Linked DNA regions of Triticum aestivum: region 1 is linked to region 2. Evidence: chromatin contacts called from public Hi-C data. All regions are on one chromosome and are shown on one strand. Each heading gives the region's core, a stretch centred on a gene start, on an enhancer-like site or on the middle of the called end of the contact. The rest is flanking DNA. Distances are from core to core; before and after follow the strand shown. Region 1 holds the start of LOC123097804 (protein disulfide isomerase-like 5-1). Region 2 holds the start of LOC123097802.

The links. A called contact is a pair of places that touch in the nucleus more often than the background predicts.
Region 1: a Hi-C map of leaf shows a contact between it and region 2, with 8 times the contacts expected there. The contact joins the promoter of LOC123097804 here to the promoter of LOC123097802 in region 2. A contact is called at or near these places in 3 of 5 Hi-C or Micro-C datasets (all in leaf) and 1 of 1 datasets of contacts at active chromatin or transcription factors (leaf).

The regions. Positions count from the first base shown.
Region 1 is chr4D:341,784,218-341,787,089 of IWGSC CS RefSeq v2.1, reverse strand. LOC123097804 (protein disulfide isomerase-like 5-1) reads right to left here and starts at 1,395. Exons shown (of 4, transcript XM_044519632.1): 1 at 1,164-1,395; 2 at 712-770; 3 at 437-612. The coding sequence starts at 1,298.
Region 2 is chr4D:341,617,383-341,620,082 of IWGSC CS RefSeq v2.1, reverse strand. It overlaps LOC123097802, which reads left to right and starts at 1,323. Exons shown (of 6, transcript XM_044519629.1): 1 at 1,323-1,841. The coding sequence starts at 1,421.

The DNA.
Region 1 (2,872 bases), core at 146-2,645, 170 kb before region 2:
TCAATATGGACCACATACGGACTGAAATGAGTGTAACAAACACACTAAAACGTGTCTATATACATCCAATTCAGACAAAAGTTAGAATATCTTATATTTGTGAATGGAGGAGGAGTATATCAGTAACATCCAAGTCATGGCTGGTCCAAAAAAGAAATTCTAAATTTTCCGCATTAGCGGATCCTGCTATATACGAAAATCGCGCCTAAAATGTAATCTTTTCCAACCTTTTGGTTCAAGTTCAGAGGTTTTAATCTTTTAAGAGTCATGCCCTACTCTCACAATACAAGTCAACAGCGTGGTTTTGGTTTCTAAAATCTATCGCCATTCCAAGAGTATTGAACCACATGCAATAGATTCCAACATGGTTTTCATGGTAGTAGTATCTAGTTTATGTTGTCCTTGTCAAACAAAAGTAAGATGTGAGAGGGATTACCTTTATATTTTGCAACTTCTTCGCCATCATAGAACACCTTGAATGTTGGGTATGAATGAATGTCCACCTTTGAGCAGACTGGTTTGCTTGCACCGCAATCAACTTCTCCGATCTCAATTTCATCCGTACCTTCGATAACCTTTCCGAGGTCCTCCCAAAGAGTTCCTAGGCTCTTGCTGTGTAAATGTAGAAGGCATCCTTGTTTAGCAGCAAGCGGTCAAAACTCGCATTGTAGTTGATATATCCATGTCACCGCTACGGCATGTAGAGCTTACCAGTGCTTACACCAAGGGACGCAGAATTGCACAAACCATACTGTGTCCTTCTCCTTTATCTAGACACAAGAGAAAAAAAATCCAAACTGGCTTAAGCAACGGCTGTGCACAAGCATTGCAGCGAAGTAACTCGAACCAAAACAGGAGTTCAGATGGCGCGCCGCATCTAAACACCGAACCTTCCATGATTGGAACAATTAATACACCAAGAATAATGATCTATCGGTTTATTATTAAGAAATCATGCTGGAATCAGTAGCAAATCTGGGAAACGGCTACATGTCAGTAACTAAGCACACCGCCTGCTACACTGCATCCCAGCGTAGCCAAGTGATAAGTCGAAGAATCAGCTGTTCTTGGGTCTGCGGCGTGCCTTAGAGTACTACTACTATTACATCTCGATGAGGAGGTGGAAGAGGGTGGAGACACGAGAAGGGGAAAGCAGTCGGTACCTTGTCGGAGAAGGTCTCTTCGGTGAGGGTGATGACCTCCGCGTCGGATCGCGCGGCCAGGGCGGCGAGTAAAGTGACGGCCACCAGCAGGAGGTGGATAGGGAGGCGGGAGCGGCGCCGAAGAGCCGGATCCATGGCTCGATCGGAGGACGGCCACGGCGACGACGGGGAGACAAGGAGAAGGCGGATACGCTAGCCGGGGTGGGTCGATGTAGTATTTCACTGGGCCGGTCCGGGCCGGGTCGGGCTAGGATAGACGATGACACGGGTTTAAGCATAGCCCTGACCTCAAAAAAGAAAAAAAAAGGAAGAAAGCATGTGGAACCTGGGCCTCCGACCGGACGTGGGCCACTGTCGTCGCCTTCTTGCTTTGCCATAGGCTGTCAGCCACAGTGCTCGCCTCCCTCGGCGTTCATATTATTCATCGGCTTTATTTGCTCGGAGAAAAAAGGGTCTACTGTTGTCAAAAAACTTATCATGATAATACGTGTCTCATTTATATCATAAATATATTTCTAAACAAAATTATATCATAAAGATCATATTACAAGTCACGTTAATAACATTAGATAGCTAGCTTTTGCACAAACGAACATCAGTCAAGAAAAAAATTACAATCAAGACCGAAGAATCTCCTGAGCTTGGCATCAACACACTTCACCTGCCTCTGGCACTTCCTGAGCAGGCCCCAAATGAAAAAAATGACGGATCACCTCCTCATCCGAGCTCGATGTGACTCTATTTATGATATGCACGTTTACAGATCTTCAAGATGGCTCACGAAAGGCAAGGACATTTTTTCAAGAAACGTTCAATCTATTCATTTTCAATCATGACAGTACAAAGATCACCGAATGTAATAAAAATTACAATCAGGTCCGTGGACCACCTAGCGAAGCCATTGACTTTGAATGAATCAGACCAGGGCAACATCCCGGATACGCCATCAAACTCCAGATCTGGGACTAAGACGTCGGAGGAGGAAACCATACCGCCAGCCACCAACCCCGAAGGAAGCACACGATCCGTCTTCCAGATGTCGTTGATGCATACCACCATCAGCTTCCGCTCCTTGACGGTGTCCCAAGCTTCACGTTGGTGCTGGAGCAGATGTTGTCGCAATGCGAAGCTCGAGGACACAAGTTCACCACAAGAATGTCGCCGCCGCCACGACATCTCCACTTGGACATGCTAGTTCTCAAAACCATCACCGACAATAGAGTTGATCGCCTCGTTGAAAAAAAATTGAAGCTTCTTTATTCCGCGTCGTCGCCGTCGCCTAAGTCAAGACGTCGAACGACGCAAAACCTAAGTTACTAGAGCCTTAAAACCTAAAGCTAGCTGATCCACACATGCGAGATCCGACGACCCTACTCACCATCGACGATCAAGTGGTCGTTGGCAGATGGGAGCCGTCGGAAAATTGGCCTCTCATTTTTTTCTGAAAAAGAGAGCGATCCCTCCGATTTCTATATATCAGAAACCACAATGTCTTAGAGACTCAATACCAAAAAGGGAAAAGCAATCATGCTAATGAGACGATGCATGACCCAAGGACCTAAAACATCACACACAACGAAGATGCGTGCACATGCCTTAGAGCATCTCCAGCCGTTCGGCCCCCCAGGGCGCCGAAAAAGAGCGGCCTGGGGGCGAGCCAACGCTAGATCGGCCCCTGGGGTTCGTTTTTCCCCAGCCACGCCCCCAGG
Region 2 (2,700 bases), core at 74-2,573:
ACATGGATGCATCTTTTGGTTACTTCTGATGTTCTTTGTACTAGCATGATGTTTGATGATCAAATCATTTTTTCTGTAAAAAAAATAATAACCGCCGAACAAAATGAATCCCCTCTACCTATCGTACTTCTTCCGTTTTTTTGCGAAAATATCATACCTATTATAAAGATTCATCGAAAGTACAAAACACCCCAAACATAATAAAGATTACATCAAGGTCCATGGACAACCGGATGGCCATTTTCGCCACCAGAACAAGCCGCCGACGCGCCGCTGTCGCCACTCCCATACCGGAGCCGGCCTGACCTTGACGATGACAGTCGGAAAGCCTTCGTGCACGTGCCCCTAAGGACCAGAGTTGGGTAGCCGCAATCATCGCCATTTGAATCCTTGAATCGATCTGAAGAATCTGACACCAAATCTCGCCGTTGCATACGCACAATGAGAAACCCTAACCTCGCCGCTCCGAGGAGCTGGCAGGAATCTAGACCGGAGCTCCGTCTAATCCATTCCGATGAACGAACTTGAGGAGGATTGGAGCCTGAAAGGCTGACTTGAAGAAGAAGCGCCGACATCCGTCCGAGCGCCGCCCTTGTGAGAATTAAAACTCTACCTATCTAAGCCGAGGCACTAGGAATACTCTCACTGTCATCGGCGAATCCACGGGCTCGTTGCCGGAGATCGAAGGGAAGAAGACTTTCCCTAGTCACCTTGCGAGAGGAGAAAGAAAAACTTGGCTATTGGGTCTAAGAACCCTCAGCAGAATCACGTGCCCCTCCGTTTTTATTTACTTCACATATTAGCTTTGACGTAAATCAGAATTTATAAAGTTTGACCAAATTTATCCAATTTTTTTCTTCTAAATTTCACAATAATATATATATATATATATATATATGGTATGAAGTTAAAAAACAAATATACATGGTATGCAAATATATTGAAAGATGATTCTAATGAATTGATTTTGTATTGTGGATATTAATAATGTTTTGTATAAAATTGGTCAAAATTTAAAAAGTTTGACTCAAGACAAATCTAATATACGAAGTAAATGAAAACGGACGTTAGCATGCATTTTGCGGTGCGAATGACGGGGTGCCCATACGCCATTCCGCGCCAATCGAACCGCTCATTAACATCGTTCGCCGTCGGATCCTCGCACCCTACGGCGCAGATCCGCGGACGCCCGCGGAGGCGAAAGCAACCCCAGAACAACCAACCAGGCAAACCAAACCACCCAAGCACGCCGGTGGGACCCAACCCACCAGCGCTGCTAGTCCTACAGTTCCCAGTTTCGCCTCCATTTCAATTTCAACCCCGTCTCCTCTCCATTCACTCGCCACTCCTCGCTGCGCTGCGCAGTTACACCCACCAAACGCACACGAGGGGAGGCAGTGATCGGCGCCGTGGCGGCGAGATGGCGGCGGCGGCGACGATGACGTGGCACGAGGAGCTGGCCACGCTCGTCGGCGACACGGGCGTGCGCCTCCCTGCCGTGGCCGGGGGCGCGGCGCCGGCGCCCAATTCGGCGGCGGCGGTCGGGGGCGGCTGGTACGGGGAGGAGGAGGAGGGGAAGGTGGAGGAGGGGTGGGCGCAGCAGGCGAGGGGCTTCGCCGAGTCCACGGCGGAGATGCTGCGGGAGCTGGGCCTCGGGGTGTGGGACGTCGCCGCGCAGAGCCTCGCCGGCGCCGAGGACAGCGAGCTCGCGCGGCGGCTGCGGCGGCCGGCGGCGGCCGCGGGCAAGCGCCTCAGCTTCATGAACGAGTACCTCCCCGAGGACCGCGACCCCGTCAGGTGCTGGGTCGTCGTTGCCGCCGTCGCATTCGTCGCGCTCCTCGGTAACCGCCGCTGATCTCTCATCCGCCGCTCTTCTCTACCTCGCGTGCACGTCTCTCTCTACCTCCGGCCGAGCGTGTAGCGCGTGCTGTGTCCTCGCGCATCATGATGTGCGCGTTATGCGCAGTATTTCCCCTGGTTTGAGGGGATGGATCTAACTGACTAGTAACTCTGGGGGTTCGAACTAGAGTGCTGTGCTGCTTTTTTTGGCGAGGGTTTGCTTCGGATTACAGAATCAGTCCCACTCGTTCTCTACCGGCTTTTGTTTTTCCGAATGTTGACGAGAAAAGGGTTCCAATGTGGGATCCATGCCTACTACCTAGTGTGCTTGGGCAAACATTTGTTGACGAGGTAAAAAGCAAAGCAGTACACCATGGGTGGGTGCTGCAACACTTGTGTGCCAAACAGTCTAGTCCTGAGTATAGGAGGACTTTGGGTTGGTCCTGTGCCAGTCTTCCTCTCCAATTCGTACCGGACAATTATTAATGCTCTCTTAAATGATTAGTGAATGAGCTTCCGTTGTTTCTCTAAAAATTATAAATATACGGAAATGATAAATCCCGAACGTTCGGAGTTTAAGCATGGCAACCCGAACGTTTTTCATGGCAACTTTAGCTCACGCGAGGTTGGCAAACATGGCAATTTTCTTTTAAAAAAAACGAACTTGGACAAAGTTGCTGTGTTTTAACAACTAAAGCTGCCGCCTTGCGTCAACTAAAGTTGCCATGAAAAAACGTTTCAGGTGATATGATTAAAATCCGAACGTTCGGGATTTATCGGGGTCCTAAATATGAAAGTCACCATGGTCTCTTTTAAAATTCTGTTACATTTGCCAAGTCAACCTAATGAATAATGTTACGG